Linked DNA regions of Mus musculus: regions 2, 3, 4, 5 and 6 are each linked to region 1. A link is a contact called in public ChIA-PET, HiChIP or PLAC-seq and promoter capture Hi-C data. All regions are on one chromosome and are shown on one strand. Each heading gives the region's core, a stretch centred on a gene start, on an enhancer-like site or on the middle of the called end of the contact. The rest is flanking DNA. Distances are from core to core; before and after follow the strand shown.

Region 1 (2,740 bases), core at 82-2,581:
GCTGGAGGTGCTGCAACGCTTTGTTCTCCCGTAGTCAGTTCCAAGAATAAAACAGCCATCTCCCCTCAAGGGCACCTATCTTACGTCTGTGTACTGAACACTGTCCAGCCATTTCCAATGGTTCCTCCACTTGTACTTAATGAATTGTAGTTCTTCTGTGTACAAGTCAAGGTCTTTTAAAAGAAATTATTTTCCTGAGGTATGGCTCAGTGGTAGAGCACTTGCCTAGATTGTGCACAGATCTGGAGTTCCATCCCCAAACGATAAAGGAAGGAAGGAAGGAAGGAAGGAAGGAAGGAAGGAAGGAAGGAACTAAAATTTTAGCTCTATCCTTCTATCCTATAAAATCTCTTTTGTCCAACTAAACATTTAAAAGTTCATCGGAAGAGGCATTTCCCTACCATATATGCTATACTCTTTCTTTACACTTTCCACATCCTCCACTTACATATTAAAATCATATTCATCTTTCAAGGTCATCAACTGAGAAGTTGTTTTCTAACCACAGATTATGGGCAATGTCACTTCTTGCCTTACATCATAGGTAAGAGGCTATGAGCCAAGGGATGATTTTGGTCTAATTAGTGTGTCTAGCCGTCACATAGCCTCCCTGAACTCCTTATTCAGATTAGAAAATATTAATTATTTCAGAACGAAATAATTAATATTCTATCGGATCACTCCTTGTGTACGCAGTGTTTGGAGGCAGAGTTGTTCAATACAGTAAATCAAAAAACAGGATACCCTGTTATATTTCACTTTCAGACAATGGATACTTCGTATATATAAAAATAAGTAAAACAAATATTTTAGACACACTAAAAATCACTCTTTGCAACTCAGATTCAAGCGGGAGTCCTATATTTTAAGTAGCATCTCTTCTAGATGGACAGGGGTTCCCCTAGGCGCCAGGCTTCCTTCCCTCAGGTACTCAGCGTCTGTGTACTCCAGAGAGCAAAACCTGAGCTAGCCCAGCGCTTTCCATCTGTCAGTCGCAGCGGGCGGGAGGTGCAAGACCGGGAAAGACCGAAGCCTGGGTTGAAAATCGTCACCGGAGGTTGGACAAAGAGTCCACACCCGGGAGTAAGCCTCACTGTGGGCTTTCGAGAACCTGCAACCAGTGGGGCCACCTGCTCTAACCGCGGGCCCTACCCTTCATCTCGTGACCGGTCGTTGTGGGCCGGCGGGACAGAACCGCCCTGTTCTTAAAACTCTTGACTCCTATTGGCAGAGCATGCCATTCATCACGTTCGCCTCCGCCCCAATTGCTGACGTCGACCAGGCTACGTCTCGCTCGTGTAGCGGCGTAGTTGGCGATTGGCTGAGACCTTGTCTTGGAGCGGCTAAAGGGGAGGGGCTTGGGGATCGGAACCGTCGGGAGCGCGTCACTCGGTCGAGCTGCAGTGCTCGCTTGAGTCCCGGCGTCCCTTTTCGTGTGGCTCATCTCCGCTTCAGCAACCGTGGCACCATGGCTGTGCTGGTCGTTCTCCTGTTCTTTCTGGTGGCGGGTGAGTAGCTGGGAAGCACTGCGGGAAGCTAGGGGGCGCGGGGACCCTGGGAGGGAGCGGCTGCTGGCGGGGGCCGCAGTGGGGGCGGTCTGGGCTTGGCGGCCCTCTTCGGGGTTCTGGACCTTGATCTGGCTCGGGCGGAGCGGCCTTGTGGTCTCTGGAGACGAGCAGGGCCACCTGGGGGGACTCCGGAGCTGACATCAGCCTTTGGGGGTAAAGGCGCGTAGCCGCTTAGGACCCAGTCCTCCCATTTGTCTGATCACTCCTTCCCTGTTCAAGGCCCTTTGGAGGATGGGTTTGCATTTCTTAATACACCGTTGAACCACAACCCACTACCAAGGAAAGGTTAGCTAACAATTTAGCTGCCGCTTTTTAGCTGCTGTCTTTTTTCCACCTTCATTTCTAATGGTTGTTATTGACAACGGGTGAACCCTTACCTCCCTCATATATACATATCAGGATGTGAAGTTGAGTCATCGTTTTTTAAATAATGATTATTTCTTAAGATGATCGCAATTTCTTAGTATTGATTTCAGTTCCCAATTTGAAGGATTTGGAGAGCAGGGTATGAGTCATGCTTTTAGGATCACATGTCAAATAAATGGTAGCTTTCTTAGTGGAACCTACCTAGGCTCTCTAACATGGAATAAGAAGAATGGAAATGAGCTAATATTTGGCCTGTGGCTTGAGTATCATGTAGTAATGCATTTCGTTTACAGTAATCCTTAGAAGAAAGTATTCCCATTTTGCAGAGTATGAATCAAGCTGGGTATGACAAGGGGAATATGTATCAAAGCTGGGCATGACAAGGGGAATATGTATCAAAGCTGGGTTTGAAGACAGACAGATCAGTTGACTTCCAAGAAGGGGATGGATGCCTTTCCACTCTGTGTGTGTGGCACAGGGAGTGCTGTGTGGCAACGTGGGAGTAGTGGGACAGACGCTGAGCTTGCAGACAATAAGATACAATAAGTCAAGTGAAGCCAGGCATGGCGGTGCATGCTTTTAATCCCAATACTTGGGAGGCAGAAGCAGGTGGATCTCTTGAGTTCGAGGCCAGCCTGGTCTACAGAGTGAGTTCCAGGACAGCCAGGGCTACACAGAGAAACCCTGTCTCAAAAAAAAAAAAATCAACTGGAGAGCACCTTGGGGAGGAATGGGTGTTTTGTGTCAAAGAGATACCTTGTGCCTGTGCTGTGTGAGATGCTGGTCCTACTTTTGGAATGGCAGTT
Region 2 (2,903 bases), core at 32-2,531, 480 kb after region 1:
ATATCGATCAGTAATTGTATTCATTTTCTCTTCATTTGTGAATTTTAGGTAAATTATAGAATCGTTTCAAACCTACAACGTTTGAGATTGCTCTGTTAAGTTCTTCCTCCGCAGCTTATAGTTCGGAGTCTCAATATGCAGAAAATAGTCCCTGACATAGCGGATGGGTTCATAAGTCCCTCCCAGGTTCTCACACTGAATGGTGTTGATGATATGGCAATAGAAGTTCATTTTGCTACATTTAGTATTACTGAGTAGCTAAGGTGTCTAGGACGGTGTATAATTTTTTGTCTTTACTGTTGTAAGGATTCCGGTGTCCAAAATGTTCTCAGTCCCAGTCACTATGCCTTTAAGACTGACGAAATGCTTTTAGGTACTGATGCTGCAGGATCGTGTGAATGAGCTGCTTAAAGCGCCTCCCTCAAAGTGGAGTGGGAAGCAGCTCCCCCCACCCCCCGCGACCCCGCTCTGGAGTTCAAGCCACACCTTCCCCCTATCGGCTGGGTGCAGGTGGCCAAACCCTCAGGACCTGGCACCACTGCTCTGTGGCTTGTCCTATCCTCGTGTCACGTGACATGGGTCAGCTGCGCAGTCGAGACCCTCAAGCAAGGCGGGTGCAAACGCCTAGCACCGGGACCCAGGAATCTAGTCTTTCCGTCACCCCCCCCCCCCACTCCCCAACCAATCCTCCGAACCATCCCGGAAAAGGGGGAGGCCGGTGACGTCACCATCCGGGCACTGGATGGTGGGGCCATGGTTCACAATGGAACAAAAACAAGCAGCCCTAGTCAAACTAGCGACGCGGCTGCAGCTTGCGTGCTTATTAACCCTTTCCTGTCCACATCCCTGCCATTCCCGACAGTCAGTCCCTTTGCCCAGGCCGCATGCCGGATCTCTCCCTTCCCCCCACTCCACCCTCCTCTTTGGAGTGGTCCGAGTCCTTCGTCAGCTCTCGGTTCGGTCCCCTACGGTTTGTAAGGGTCTCTGGCTCCCTCGCATGACCCCCTGCAGTGGCCGTCCGGAAGCGATGGTACGATCTTTCCCTAGCATTGTCTTCCCCTCCCCCACCCAGCTCGCAGTGTTCCAGGCGACGGGGCCTTGTCTGGGCCCCCTAGTGGCCCACAGCGCTCTTCCTTTCTTTCCCTCAACAGCCTGAGGTGGACAGGGAGAGGGGGCAGCTGGCCCAGAGGGGGGCTGGGCAAGGGGAGGGGCCGGGCCGGGCGCTGAGGGCGGGGCTTGGAGGGGGAGGGCCCTGATGGGGGCGGAGAAGCGCTGAGCCTTGGGCGGTGCTGAGACTAGTGGGAGTCTGCGCTGCCGCTGCTGTTGCTGCCGCCGTCGCCGCCGCCTCCGACACTGCCACCGCCACCGCCACCACCACCGGCCGTGCGGGTTTTCTTTCTTTTTCTTTCTGTCTTTTCTTTTCTTTCTTGATTTGTTGGGTTCGCCATATTGACGAGGCTGTGGTACCCAAGGCTGCGGAAGCTAGAGTCCGCCGGTGGCGGAGCCGCAAGCTCTCGGTAAACGGCCCATTGGGGCCCTCCTCCCTGTCCCAGCGAACCCCCTCCCTGCCTGCACCGGCTCCCAGGCCTCGCGGGAGTCGGCCGCCGCCGCCTCGCCCTCCAGGGAGGCGGCCGCCTTTACCGCCCCAGGGCTTGGGGTGGGTGACGGGAGTGAGGACAGGAGCGGTAGCTAAGCGAGCAGGCCTGGAGTGGGGGGACAGAGGCGGCGACTAGGGGAAGGTGAAACTGCCGCTGCAGGAGGAGGAGCAGGAGGAGGTGACGCAGGAGAAACGCACCGCCCGGAGCTTGTCTGAGCTCAGCGCCCGAGCCTGAGGGGAGAAGGGGGAAGAGGGCTGCGGCCGGCCGAGAGGGAGGCGGCGGCCGTGGTCACCGCTGCCCTAGGGCGGCCAGGGTGAGGGCCAGACCCCTGGTCGGTACGCGTCGCGCGTCGCGAGCCCGCCCGCCATCCGCAGCCTCTCATATTTTTGTCCCTCGCCAGCCCCCGGCTTGGGATGCTCCCAGGTTAGGCCCGGTCCCGGGATCGAGCTTTTGCATCTCGTCTCCCGCCTCCGCGTGGCCCGCTTCGTAGGAGACTCCCGGGTTGTGTTTGGTGAGTACCGAGCCCGGCGGCGCCCAGGGCCTCCGGCTGGCTGGAGGGCTGGGGAGGACGGCGCGAGGGGGTGTGTGTGCGTAAGCGGTCCTCCCTTGGGGGCCTGGCTGCCGGGGTTGGGGGTCGCCCCGAGCCCCGGCCGTCGCGGGCGCGCGCGAGCCTCCGTGGTGCGCGCGGCCGGCGTCCCGCGAGCGTGTGTCCGTGTCCGTGAGTGAGCGTGGCGCTGTGTGTGCGTGTGTGTTTTGGACTGGCAGGGAAAATGGCTGACGGCTCCGGCCCTCCCCCTTCCTCCCCCTTCCCTGCCTGACGGGAGTGGAGAGGAGGAGGAGGAGGAGAAGGAGGAGGATGGAGACTCCGGCGCGCCGTGCCGCCCCTCCACCCGCGCGGGAGGTCGGTCGGGAGCGCGCGGGGGCGCGGGCACGGCGCGGGCGGGGGCGGGGACGGTTGGTTCGCGCGCCCCTTAACCCGGCGGCGGACGCCCTCGGCCTGTTCCACTTGACACCGAACGCCATTACTGAGGTGGAGTGATTTGGAGCGGGAGCGCTAGGCCCCGGCGACGCCTGGCTATCAGGCCCGCGGACGAGTTGGCCTCCTCGCCGCCCTCCCGCGATAACCCGCAGTCGCTCAGCGGCCCAGTGCCCTGAGAAGGCCGAGCCGGTTATCGCTCCCCCACACCTCCCTCGCCCCCTCCGGCTGCTCACGGTGGGCCAAAGGCCCGGAAGGATGTTTTGATGCCGAAATCGCTTCCAAGCGACAGTAGACCGACCACCTTTGTATTTTTAGCTGTTCCTGAA
Region 3 (2,989 bases), core at 85-2,584, 440 kb before region 1:
AGGGGCCCCCCGGCACACATGCTGAGAGGCCCTTGCAAGGTTTTCATTGCTGCCTGTTAAAGGGCTTTGGGCTTCCTCTGATGAAAGGCGTTTAAGTGCATCTGGTTATGATTACAGGGGAGGAGAAAGCCAGGCGGTCTCTGGGGCTTTGGACCAGTCATCTGGCTCTGCCTTCCTCCTCCCAGCAGAGCTGGCTGCTGGTGAGGCCAGGAGGCCAGGTGTGGGGGCAGGCAGGAAGCAGAGGCAGTCAAGACCCTCCGACTCTCCAAGACGCCTGACCCAGGCCCTGGCTCTAGCAAGCGGCATTCCCAGAAACAGGCTGGTGACTCACAAATGCCAGGCTCTTCTGAGAAAGCCAAGCTGGGGTGGCGGGTGCCCACCTCTACCCAACAGCTCTTTCCTGATTTCTACCCGCTTCAATCCTGTCCCAAGAACCTGAGACCCCCTCTGCCCTGCTCCCTCTGAGTACAGCCTTTTGCCTCAAGAGTTTCTGAAAATGATTTAAAATGAAGGGGGCGAGGAGGAAGCATCCTAAAAACGCACTTTTGAAAAGAAAAAAAAAAAAAAAAACCTCACCTCAACCGGTTTTTTTTCTTTTCAGCTAGTCTGGTATAATTTTCCATAAAACAAAAGAATAAACATTACAAACGTTCGCTCACACTGTAATGAACAACCATTCTTAAAGAAGGGACGAGATTAATATGAAAAATAGGTTGTCCCAAGCCACCGTGTGTCCCGCACCTGTCTCTGTGTGTGCATAAAAAAAGCTCTTGGGGGATCGGATGGGTTAAACACCCTCTCAGTCCTAGAAACGAAAATGCATTTTCTTCTTCCCGCCCTGGTTTAATCCTGCTGCGTGTTATTATTGTCAAGTCTCTTCGCACCACCGTTTCTAAAAAGAAAACCCGTGGGTCTGCACGGCCCTCTGCCGCCTGCTCGGCTTTTATTGTGCACGCAGCAGGGTCTGCGTGGATCCAGCACGTCGTGACAGTCTTGCAGGCGCTCGCGGACACCCTCGGAATGGCATTTCGATCTGAGCTAGGAGCATTGTCTCAGAGGACACACACACACACACACACACACACACACACACAGGGGTTGCAGACCCCTTAGCCAGCCCTTCTCGTAACCCATAATTAGAGATGACCTTTGAGAAAGGCAATTAAAATATGGTAATGATCGATGCACTTGCTTGTTTCCAAAAAGGCAAATAAATAAAACAGGTGCTAGCTTTAGCCAGCTCCACCTGGCCGGGCCGGGGAGACTCCTGTGGCTCATGAATGAACTCTTTCTCCAGAGAAGCTTCAGCTACCTACGTGAGCGAGGGTTCCACCCCCTACTACTTTCTCTTCCCCTCCCCCACCCACGCTCGAGCAGCCGGGAGCTTGCTGACGGCAGCGGGGCTTTGTCATCGACACGCACACATCGACACGCACACGCACGCACCGGGCCACCGCGGGACTGCGGCGGCTGCCCTGTTGTGGCCTGGCTCACCGCGTTCTCCTCCCCGCCCCCTCTTTTAAAGAGCTGCTCGGGACCCTTTCTTTCCATCCTTTCCATGGGCCTTTGCGGCCAGTAATATGGGGGTGGGGGTTCCCTCCGGGTGCGGGATGGGCAGAGAGGACTCTGAACCCAAAAAGAGGTCAGGATACGCGGACCCCACGGCTTTGTTTTGCCCCTTGCTCCTGCCCTGAGGTCGGCAAAGCCCTCGCCAAGCTAAAGATCTACTGGCAAATAGGCAGGCGCATTGGAAAATACCAGCACTTCCCCAGGACCAAAGCGGACTGTGACCCCCTACACCCCTGAATTCACTCGGGGTTTGGTCTGGGTGGAGAGCATGTCCCCCCGCCCCCCGCAGGATCTCCCTTCCACAAGTGGCTATCCCAACCCAGACAAATTGCAGCGTCATTATGGTGGCTCCTGTTGCTTGAGGCCTCGGGGTTACTTGGGCTTCACACGCACCCCACTTCTACACTGAGGAGAGGGCCGGGGTGGGGGGGGGGGGAGAGGGGCAGGAACCCGGGATCCCTGGGGACTGCCTGGAGGAGAAACCGCATCGGGCCTTCTTCCCATTCCTCCCGGCTGCCTTCCGGGACCATGAGCACGGAGCCAGGGCGGCCTCTCGCCTTTCATTACCGGGCCTACGAAAGCAGCAGCCCAGGCAAATATGTAGCTATTAAAATTAATCGCCCTGCGTTGTCAGCTGAACATAATGCAAATTATTTATGGGCTGTCTGCGCAATATTTATCATCGTGCAGGCTCCAGGCGCTTAGTGCCTTCTGGCCTACCCCGCCCGCCCTGGCCCGCGGAGGCCGAAGATGAACGCAGGCTGCAGCGGCCCAAGGGAAGATCTGGGCACCCCAATAGTCTTCCCAGGACGAGGCTGTGTATCAGTCTGTCTTCCAGGCCCAGAGATTCACTTTAGTTTCTATCGTACATTGCTAATATTTTTGGAGGCCTACTACGTGCAAAATTGACAGGCCTGAGAAACTAAGGGTGTGTGTGTGTGTAACCATTTTAAACACACTTCTGAATCACAGGCAGGACGTGAGTTCGAGCGGCGATGCAAGCAGATCTTTGACTGCCTAAGAGAGTCTAATGAGACCTCAAATCAGTGCCCCATCTGGGAAACCCAGTTCTCCAAAACTGGATTTGCACTGGAAGAAACTATGGGCATTGGATGTGCCCAACAGATCCCGGCTCAATTGGAACAGGAATTCGGCATCCTCCGAGCCCTAGAACTTGTTTGGTGACCGCAGATAACAGATTAACTGCTAATAGTCGAAATCCGCCGAGCGTTTAGTTTATCACTGCTGGGGGCCCTAGGTATTCATTGCACTTTTTTTATATGTAAAAACAGCCTTGCTACCTCCCAAACGGCTTTTGTTTCTCTTTCAAATACAGTGCTCTCGAAAACAGCAGCAACACGCCACCCCGCCCCCTCTCCAACCTCGCCTTCTGGTTTAAAAAACACAAAACAAAACAAAA
Region 4 (3,046 bases), core at 346-2,845, 270 kb after region 1:
CCCTAGTGATTCCTAATGGGATATCACTTCTATGATACAGTAGTTTGGATGTGGTATGTGGTATGTCTCTTAAGTGATAATGTGTTGAAAGCTTGGGTCCCAGTGCCGCAATGCTAAGAGGTGGTTGAACCTTTAGATCTGCCTCCTAGCAGTTGATTAGGGGCACTGTCTTTAGAAAGGATCAGGGTGATGGCCTGTCAGTTTGTTCTCTGCAGGCATGAATTGTCCTGAAAAAGCAAGGCCAGACCCCAAGTCATTTTCAGTTTACTGTTCCACTCTGTAATTTCTCCTTTTGTAGCAGCTGACCACATGTTGCCCTCTGCTGGGTTGTGATGGAGCCAGTGGGGGCCTTACAGTGGCTACTGCCATGCTCCCTGACTAGTTAGTCTATGTCCAGACCTATGAGCTAAATAAACCTTTTACAAACAACCAGCCTTAGGTATCTTGTTCTAGTAATCCAAAGTAGACTAATACATTTAAGATTGATAAAATAAATATATGTGTAACAAAACAATAAAAGTCCACATGGAAGTTATAATACTATTCAAAACTTATGGTTGTCTTGAGGGTACACAGAGGCTGCCTCTGACTATCTAAGCCATTCTCTATCTTGTATTTTATCATTATATTTTGTGAGTTTATATATATGTGATGTATGTGTCTGTGTATATCTGTCCATATGTGTGAGTGTACTCACACAGATACTACACTGCATGTACGGAGGTCCAAGAACAATCTTGGGTATCAATCCATATCTTCCACATTATGTGAGACAAAGTCTGCTGTTTGCCCCAGGCTATACCAGGCTAGCTGGCCTGAGATCTCCTGGGGATTCTCTGGTCTCTGCTTCCCATCTTGCTGTGGAGCTCTTGGATTAGACAGGGGTTACTGTGCCTGGCTGGGAGGGGGTCTGAACTCAAGTCTCTGTGCTCCGCAGTGCAGCCCTATTTCCCTTTCTTGTGTTTTTGTTATTGTTTGTTTGTTTGCTTTTTGATACAGAGCCTCTCCATGGAGTCCTGGCTGTCCTGGCCTCCTAAGTGCTGGTACCAAAGGTGTGCACCACCAAGCCTAGCACCCCCAGACCTGCTTTCTATCTTAAGCCAGATGTTTGCTGTATTGTTTTGTATCCCATGTGTGTGTATGTATGAGAGAAAGAGACAGAGACAGACAGAGACAGACAGACAGACCCAGTGATTGTATCCTGTGTGTGTATGTGTGTGTGTGTGTGTGTGTGCGCGCGCGCGCGCGCGAGAGAGAGAGAGAGAGAGAGAGAGAGAGAGAGAGAGAGAGAGAGAGAGAGAGAGATCCGGTGAAGGCTTGTTTCAAAATAAGAAAAAGGTTAGGTTTCAGTGGGCTGGAGTAAAACATTAAACCAGCAACCTGTACATTGAACAGTACCTCAGCTACTACCACTCCAGTTGCCAGTGTCCCACGGGCAGGGACTTTCCTCCTGATGGCGGCTAATATGATCAATGTTCCTGCTCTGCCCCCTGTCTCACTACTGGGCCACCCCGGCACTTTTCCCTTCCTCTTTCTATTAGTGCTGGGAAGTCCCCACCTCTGCTCAAAGCCTCCCGGGTGCCTCCCACTTTCTTTCTTCTCCTGCATGCAGAGGCAAGGAGGGAAGGGAGGGGGGAAGACTGCGTTGCTCCAAGATGGCACCTCAGCTAGAGATTGCCAGGAACCGACTCTTTACTGTCATCCCGTAGCAAACGCTCATTTCCTAAGGGTGACATGCGCTCAAGTGGCCTGCTTGAGAACAGAAGTCAGTGAGAGAACTGAAGAAAATCTGTTCTGAAACTAAGACAGATTTCCTAACAAACCTTTGGAAAGACACCCCGTGGTCCCTTTCAGTTCCCTATGAACGCCACACGGGAACCGGGTGGGAGTGCAAGCTAAACGCAAGGAATTCAAAGAGCCAAGGTTGCTGATGGCTGATGTCAGAGCAGGTACTTTAGAACTCCAGAATTTTCTGGGCGGAGAGCAGGGTGGGGGTGGGGTGGGGAGCTGTGTGACATTGCTCCCTAAGCTCTTTTCAGCCTTTTTTCTCCCAGCAGCCCATTTTAAATGAACAATAGAATTGCAAACCCTTCATTCACCACATGACGTGATCTCTGATTGCTTGAACAACACTGCTCTGTGCAATCATTTCCTACCCAGTAAGAATCATTTCTCTTCGCCTTAGTGATAATATCCTGTTGAAATATAATGCCTGCCAGTTCCAGACAGTGACTACATAATGTCTGGAGTCTTTTTTTTTTATTCCTTCTTCTATATTTAACCTTTGAATACAAGTGATAAGAGAAGTTCCCAGATGAAGAGAATCTTTGAGTCTATGCTGAAATCTGTAATTACTTAACATCCTCTGATAAAACAGTGAGTCGGTAAGTGTATAGTACATAGATGACCCTTGTTCTCTGCCTTCAGATACCAGCTGTGTGAGGAGAATGGATGCGGGTTTTCCCACAAAGCTGGTACAATGCATAACAACTGTCTTTGAACAAGCACATGTACACACTGTGTAATTTTAAAAAAAACAACCAAATACCTGGCAATTACTTATATTTATTTAATATGTGTTTGGGTGTTTTGCCTGCATGTATGCCCATGCACATGTGTGGCTGGTGCCTGTGGAGGACAGAAGAGGGCATTGGATCTCCTGGAACTAGAATTAAGCTGCCATGTAGGTGCTGGGCATTGAACCAGGTCAACTGTGATGTGTTAATAAAAAGATAAAGAGAGAAGAGATTATGTTCTTTGGATGTGTGGTGAGGTGTGGGGGAAGGGAATGTCTCAGCAGGCCCATGCTGAGGCATGCCTTCCCTTTGAGGGACCAGCCACAGAACAGTATAGAATAGAATAGAATAGAGTTTATTCAGGGCATGGGGAGGGGAGTTAAGAAGGTAGTAGAGGCAGAGAAAGGTAGAGAGAGGAGAGGAGAGGAGGAGAGGCAGGCCATGAGCACATGGTGGTGGTGGGGGTGGGGAAGGGTCGAGGAGACAGAGCAGGAGCAAGAAGGAAAGAGACCAAGAGAACAAGAGAGGGA
Region 5 (3,054 bases), core at 106-2,605, 450 kb after region 1:
CTTATTTGCTACGCTGGGAAATCAAACCCAGGGTCCCTCCTCTCTCAGACTGTTAAGTGTGGCATATGAGACCCACCATGCCTGACTAAATTTCTCTTCAGCACTTGAGAAACATGGCAGTTTTCTTCCACTGTTTTTGCTTTCTCCTATTTTTTCTCTTTAGAGAACATGTTTTCCTCTGGGTGCTTAGGTTAGTTTCTATTAACTTTCAGAAGCTTGGCTCTGATAAACCACAGGTTTTTGTTGTTGTTTATCCTGCTTAAAAATTTCTCAGGTTTGCCCTACAGTGGTGGTGAATATGTTCAATCCCCGCACTTGAGGCGGAGGCAGGCTGGATTTCTGTGAGTTCGAGGCCAGCCTGGTCTACAAACAAGAGCGAGTTCCAGGACAGCCAGAGCTACAGAAAAACTATGTCCCAAAAAACAACAGACACACATATTCTGCATCTATATGTTTATGCCTTTTGGGCAAATTTCAGAACATTTTAGGCATTCATTCTTTGATTACTACTTTAATTTCATCTTTCTCTCTTGAAACTCTTATGATCAAAAACTTAGATTTTTAATATATTATCTTCCATGTCCCTGAAGGGCTATTCTTTTTTTCCAGTCTACTTTCTTTCCTTGCTTAAATAGAGTAAATTCTATTCTAATCGGATCAATTCTGATTTTCCCCCTAGACTTTTAGATTCTGCTATTGAGTCTAATTTTTTTTTTTGCCTGTAAGCTATTGTAATTTTCAGTTCAAAAAATTTTGAGTTTTGAGACTTTCCTCCCCATTTGTTTCAAACAAACATGCTTACAAAAAAGGGCTACAAATGACAGCTGTTTTTAAATCCTTGCCAGTTGATTCTAACAATCCTGTCACCTTAGTGAATTGTCGTTTCCCACTCAAGCTGAGAATTCCCCGATTCTCAGTATGGAGAGTATGTTTCAAAAACTGACGTTATATTAGTTAAATACTATGTTTCAGCAAGTCTCTCCTACGCAGCTCAAACTAACCAGCTACAGGCAAGGAAGGGTTAAGTTCCAGATTCCGAGAGCCGCGTTTGCTGACGTGTGCGCACGCGCACGCTCGCACCTGCGCCTGCGCTCCTGGACTACGTGTGACTGCCTGGCGGGGCGGGGCTGGCGGGGCAGGGCGGGGTGGGACAGGATGCTGGCTCCATTCTAGGCCGCTAACCGCCAGTCGCCTTGCGCTCTGTGGCGCCTCCACATTGCCTCCAGTAATCTGGCGGTAGCTAGGAACTCGTCAGCGCTGCAAGGGGGGTGAAAGTTCAGACCCCTGGCTGGGTGACGTCGGCGGAGGGGGCGGGACGCCTCGGATCTTCTTGGAGGAGGGGAAAGTCCGGGCTGTTTCAGCAGAGCCAAGGAATGGGAGGCGCCCTAGCCTCCCCGCAGGCCACAGCGCTGGGACTCCTGCCTTCCCTGCTATCTCCCTGAGGCAAGGGGTGTGTGGGAATGTCTCTTTACTGTTAGAAGGCTCGAGCTTTTCCTGCTTAAGGGTGGGGCCACACAGACTTTTGAGATTTTTTTACCCCCTTGTAGTGTTTGGCTGAAATGGAGCTGTCATTGTGCAGAAGTTTTCTGTCTAGATAGAAAAATCAGACTTTTCTTGCAGGGTGGGATTTTTGTTTATTTTGTTTTTCATTTCTCTCTCTGTGCCTGCTCTTTCTGGGGTGCTGGCTTCTCCAAAACCAGTTTGGAAGGTATGGAAACCCACGGTCATGTGTTCATCAGGTCCGGTAGCCCTCAATAGCTCTGCTTTTCACCTCCACCTTATTTTATATCGAAATTAGGCATTTTGGGTGTTCTTAGTGGTACTGGGGAAAGTGCATTTTACTCCATTTTTCTAGAAGCCCAGGGCCTAACAGTATTTTTTTTCATACGTCATCACAACCATGAAAGGATGTGTGCGGGCTTGGTAGGCCTTTTCAACTGAATGGGAATCCATAAATGAATAGGTCAATAGGAAGACATTTTAGAAAATCAGGTTCTTGGTTGGTTTTTTATTTTATTTTATTTCATTTTTTTTTGTCTTTAAAAAAATTTTGAAAAGATATATCCCTGCCAACCATGTTGTTTCCCTGCTTTCAATAGCATGTAAGAGGAAAGAAGCACTGTTTCAGGGGAAGGACAATAAAGTCAGTTCTGGGAGTTTCTATGGTTTTACTGAGGTGCGATTACTTTATAAGGATGTGTATATATTTAAAATATATGATTGCATAGAACACACATGCACGCACGCACCACTACAGCATCGCCACAACCGAAACTGTGACCAAATCTATCACCACAAAAATTTCCTAATTTTCCTTTCAAATTCCTCCCTTATCCTCACCCCAGGCAACCAGGGCTCAGGCTTTTTTTTCTTTTTTCTTTTTTCTTTCTTTCTTTTTTTTTTTTTTTTTTTTGGCTCAAGCTCTTGCCTGGTAGCCCAGGCTGGCCTCCAACTCTCTGTCTTCAGGGTTCAGCCTCCTAGGTGCTGGGATTACAGGCTTGCCATATCACACCCATGTTACTGATCTACTTCTTATCACAAAATAAATTTGTTTAGAATTTTGTAGTAATAATTATTGACTGGCTTCTTTCACACATGATAACTCACTTGCAATTCATCCATATTACTATACCTATAGATAGTTTTTCTCCCTTTTTAAAGATTGCCCTGTATGGCTGTATGACAACATGGCTATCCTTTCATTTGTTGATGGACATTCCAGTTCTTCCCAATTTGGGGCTGTTATAAATAAAGTGACTCTGAACATTCATATTCAACTCTTTCATGTAGATATATGCTTTCTTTGCTTGTGGCCAAATACATAGGAATAAAATGGCTGGATCATAAAATAGGCACATGTTTAATATTTTTCTCTCCTTTTCCCTTTCTGTATACAGGTTGGAGGTTAGCACGGAGTGTTTCTCAATCATTTTCCACCTTACATTTTAAGACATGGTGTGTCACTGAACCTGGAACTCACCAACTCTGCTAGACTGGGTAGGTAGCCAGCAATCCCTAGGGACCTCCTAGCTCTCAGCTTGTCCAGGATTTCGA
Region 6 (2,851 bases), core at 206-2,705, 510 kb before region 1:
CATTCCGAATCTCCGGCTCTCCGCTGTTTCCTAGTAGGCCCCCCCCCCCGCCCCCGTTATTCCACGTGATTCACGCTTTGGGGCAAGCCAAGGAAAAACCCGGGACTCCCCTCCGGAGTTGAGCGACGACGGCAGGTCGAGCTCGGCTCGGTCCGAGGCGCCCGCCGCACACACTAGCGCACGCTCAAGCCGGCGTTCCACTCGGAGGCACCGCCGGGCCCCAGGAGAGGCCAGACGAAGCGGCGGCGGCTGGGGGTTTTTACAGTTCTTTTCCGAGTCGAAAAAGAAAGCAGACGGGAACCCGCCGCCCTCCCCTTCCTGCTAGCGAGGTAACGCCGAGACGAGGTTCCCAGCTTCCAGCCCAGCACCCCCCCCCCCGCCTGACTCCCGACGCTCGGCGACGACCGCGCTCCCGCGCAGACACACAGAGGCTGCAAACTTCCACTCGTTCAACTCCCGATCCTCCCAACCCCTCGGGAGGCGGCAGGTCCTCCGTCGAGTCCCTCCCTCCCTGGTGCCCATGCGGGGGCCGCTTAGGTTGGCTGCATTTTTAATAACTTGCAGCTCTGATGTAAAACCGAAAGCGAGCAAGGTAGCTAAGCCTCCCAACGGGGGTCTACCGAAGTCGGAGGAGAAACCCTCGGAGGGAGGAGGTCGGCTGCAGTCCCCGGCGCGCCAGCCCGCCCGCGGCCCCCGGGGAAAGGTGTTCCGGGCACTGACCTGAAATCCCCAGTCGGGAAGTAGGCAGGGAGCCCTGCGATCCGGCGCTTTGAAGTTTTCCCCGGAGCGGAGTCCAGGCGGCGAGGAAGATCCGGGGGCGGCTGGCTGGGTGAATGTGTGCGGGGTCGGGAGAGGGCGGCTACGTGAAGGAGCCCGGCCGGGAAAGCGCAGCGAGCAGCAAAGTTTGGCTTCCTCTGGTGCCCGCAGTCCACTCCCAGCGCCGCGCTCGCTCGCCGCCGACTGCAGCCGCTCTGCTGCCCTCGGGGTCGGCCCGGCGGAGGGGTGGGCTCTGGGCCGCGTGGGGGTGGGGCGGGGCGGGGCGGGCTGCGAGCTTCAGGGCAGGTGGCGACGGCCCCGCGCGATCCTCTCCTCCCGCAGCTGGCCCGAGCTCTGTCACCCTCAGCAGCTCCCGCGCCGCCGCTGCCGCCCGCGCTCGGGCAAGAGCCCCAGCGCCATGTTGACGGTTCGCCGAGAGCGCCCGCTCGGGCTGGGTGTGTGTGTGAGTGTGTGTGAGCGAGTGTGTTGGCCAAGTCGTCCCTCCGCGGCGACAGCGCGGCTCGGGCTCTCCGCCCGGCGGCTCGCGTGCTCCCCCTCCGCCACCGCCGCCCGCCTCGCTCCCGCTCTCGGTCGTGCTCTGGGTTCCGGCGCGTCTCCCCCTCGGCCGAAGAGCTCGGTCGCCGTTCGGCCCGGAGCGCAGCTCTGCCTCACCTTGCCGCTGGGAGCTCAGGCTCCGTCTGCTGCCGCACGCCGCGATCCCAACGCGTCCCCCCTCCCAGGTTCCCTCCTCTTCCTCCTCCCCCTCCCTCCGCCCGCCCTCCCTCCCTCCCTCCCAACAGCCGCCTCCCCTCCCCCCTCAGGCGCAGCGCTCGAGCGACAGCCGCCCGCCCGCCCGCCGCCGCCGCCGCCTCCAGCTCTCGCAAGTTTGAGATCCCCAGTCTCCGCTCACCCTCCGCTGCGGCGCCTCCGCGGTGGGGTTTCGGGAGGGGGTGATTCCCCAGGAAAGGTTCGCCCGACTTTCCCCGGCCCTCACGGATTCCCAGCCGGGTGCATTGGGGCCTCGCCACATCTGAACCCCAAACCACCTGGGTGGCGGGTCGTGTCCTCGTACCCCCCCCCCAACTCTACCGCCCTCTGTCCTCTCCGTCCCAGCTCCGGCCGAGTTAGCATTCACGCCCAGCCAGGGCTCACGTCCTAGGGTATTGGAGACCGACTCCGCAGCGGCGACGGCTAGGTCGGCCAACAAATCCCCAGCCCCAAGAATGGGGGGCGGCGGGGCGGCGGGGCGGCGGGGGAGGCTTTCCCTGCCGCGCGCCGAGACTCCCCTTGCTACCCAGAAGGCCAGTGGAGGACCGCAATTACCATAAAGCGCCTCGCACTCCTCTCAGCCAAAGCTGTCAAACCCCAGCGGCAGGCGCCACTGCCTCCTCTCGCCACCAGCGCTGCGCTCTCCCGGCCTAGCGTCCCCTCCGAGAGCCAGCCCAGCAGAGCCTGAGTGCGCGTGGGCGTCCACCCCCACCGCACCTCGCCCCTTCTTCCCAGAGGAGCTACTTCCCCTTAAGGCGCTAAGAGCTACGTGAAAACACCACCACCCGCAACAGTGGCAGTTCCGCGCCCTTGCTCCCCGGACATTTCAATTGTGTGGGAATTGTGTTGAGGTGGGGGGCTGCTCTTGGGGACACAAGGGGGTGGGAGGACCATAAAGGGACCTGGGATGAGCCTGAGTTTCTCCCAGTTCTTAAGCATTTCACAGTCCGGACCTCCGATGGCTGGAAGGTCTGCCCTCGTCTCTCACCTCGGCCTCGTGAGAGTATCTCCCGCGTTTTATTTTACTTGGCCGGGAACAACTTTTGGCTTCACCGTTCAGCCCATAAATTTTCACTCGGTAACGTCGTGCAGATCAAGGCTCGGCGGCAGTGTACAGCCTGCGCCCGCAGCAGTTCAATCCAATTGACACGTATCGAGCTTCTCCTACGCACCAGGAGCAGCTCTGGGCGCCAGGGGGGGATGGGGGGCGGGGAAGGGCAGGCAAGCGAAAGGGGGAAGCCGAGAAGCGAGGTTCAGGCCTCCCCGGAATGCAGAGCCTCAAGGACGAACACCGCTCCAGTTTGAAAAGCTGGCGGGAAGGGAAGTC

Evidence for each region. Promoter capture Hi-C pulls out the DNA fragments that hold promoters and counts their contacts. ChIA-PET counts read pairs in DNA pulled down with a chosen protein or histone mark. HiChIP or PLAC-seq counts read pairs in DNA pulled down with a chosen protein or histone mark.
Region 2: a contact with region 1 is called in a promoter capture Hi-C map of erythroid cells, with 18 times the contacts expected there. The contact joins the promoter of Usp9x here to the promoter of Atp6ap2 in region 1. A contact is called at or near these places in 1 of 39 promoter capture datasets (erythroid cells), 3 of 484 Hi-C or Micro-C datasets (CD8 T cells, regulatory T cells and uterus), 4 of 115 datasets of contacts at active chromatin or transcription factors (effector CD8 T cells, extraembryonic endoderm stem cells, memory CD8 T cells and 1 more) and 1 of 9 other capture datasets (adipose tissue).
Region 3: a contact with region 1 is called in an H3K4me3 HiChIP or PLAC-seq map of forebrain, with 4 times the contacts expected there. The contact joins the enhancer-like site here to the promoter of Atp6ap2 in region 1. A contact is called at or near these places in 3 of 484 Hi-C or Micro-C datasets (CD4 T cells, cerebral cortex and uterus) and 4 of 115 datasets of contacts at active chromatin or transcription factors (astrocytes, forebrain, memory CD8 T cells and 1 more).
Region 4: an H3K4me3 HiChIP or PLAC-seq map of embryonic stem cells shows a contact between it and region 1, with 9 times the contacts expected there. The contact joins the enhancer-like site here to the promoter of Atp6ap2 in region 1. A contact is called at or near these places in 2 of 39 promoter capture datasets (embryonic stem cells and liver), 2 of 484 Hi-C or Micro-C datasets (CD8 T cells and embryonic stem cells), 11 of 115 datasets of contacts at active chromatin or transcription factors (bone marrow-derived dendritic cells, effector CD8 T cells, embryonic stem cells and 4 more) and 3 of 9 other capture datasets (adipose tissue, embryonic stem cells and liver).
Region 5: a contact with region 1 is called in an RNA polymerase II ChIA-PET map of memory CD8 T cells, with 6 read pairs. The contact joins the promoter of 5730405O15Rik here to the promoter of Atp6ap2 in region 1. A contact is called at or near these places in 1 of 39 promoter capture datasets (erythroid cells) and 1 of 115 datasets of contacts at active chromatin or transcription factors (memory CD8 T cells).
Region 6: a contact with region 1 is called in an RNA polymerase II ChIA-PET map of memory CD8 T cells, with 13 read pairs. The contact joins the promoter of Bcor here to the promoter of Atp6ap2 in region 1. A contact is called at or near these places in 3 of 484 Hi-C or Micro-C datasets (CD4 T cells, bone marrow-derived macrophages and forebrain), 2 of 115 datasets of contacts at active chromatin or transcription factors (astrocytes and memory CD8 T cells) and 1 of 9 other capture datasets (liver).

What each region holds. Positions count from the first base shown.
Region 1 is chrX:12,586,428-12,589,167 of GRCm38.p6, forward strand. Atp6ap2 (ATPase, H+ transporting, lysosomal accessory protein 2) reads left to right here and starts at 1,332. Exons shown (of 9, transcript NM_027439.4): 1 at 1,332-1,508. The coding sequence starts at 1,469.
Region 2 is chrX:13,070,217-13,073,119 of GRCm38.p6, forward strand. Usp9x (ubiquitin specific peptidase 9, X chromosome) reads left to right here and starts at 1,282. Exons shown (of 45, transcript NM_009481.2): 1 at 1,282-1,517.
Region 3 is chrX:12,150,492-12,153,480 of GRCm38.p6, forward strand. It overlaps a transcript of Bcor not described here. Among named protein-coding and RNA genes, the nearest start is that of Gm46687, 60 kb to the left of the region's middle. Within about 2 kb of position 1,335, at least 84 of the 459 cell types and tissues checked have an H3K27ac peak or open chromatin away from gene starts, as enhancers often do. A contact at or near this core is called in cerebral cortex, forebrain and memory CD8 T cells, where this site is marked.
Region 4 is chrX:12,856,531-12,859,576 of GRCm38.p6, forward strand. No RefSeq gene overlaps it. Among named protein-coding and RNA genes, the nearest start is that of AA414768, 79 kb to the right of the region's middle. Within about 2 kb of position 1,596, at least 178 of the 459 cell types and tissues checked have an H3K27ac peak or open chromatin away from gene starts, as enhancers often do. A contact at or near this core is called in adipose tissue, bone marrow-derived dendritic cells, embryonic stem cells and 1 more, where this site is marked.
Region 5 is chrX:13,040,660-13,043,713 of GRCm38.p6, forward strand. 5730405O15Rik (RIKEN cDNA 5730405O15 gene) reads left to right here and starts at 1,356. Exons shown (of 3, transcript NR_038158.1): 1 at 1,356-1,450; 2 at 2,898-2,997.
Region 6 is chrX:12,079,098-12,081,948 of GRCm38.p6, forward strand. It overlaps Bcor (BCL6 interacting corepressor), which reads right to left and starts at 1,456. Exons shown (of 15, transcript NM_029510.3): 1 at 721-1,456.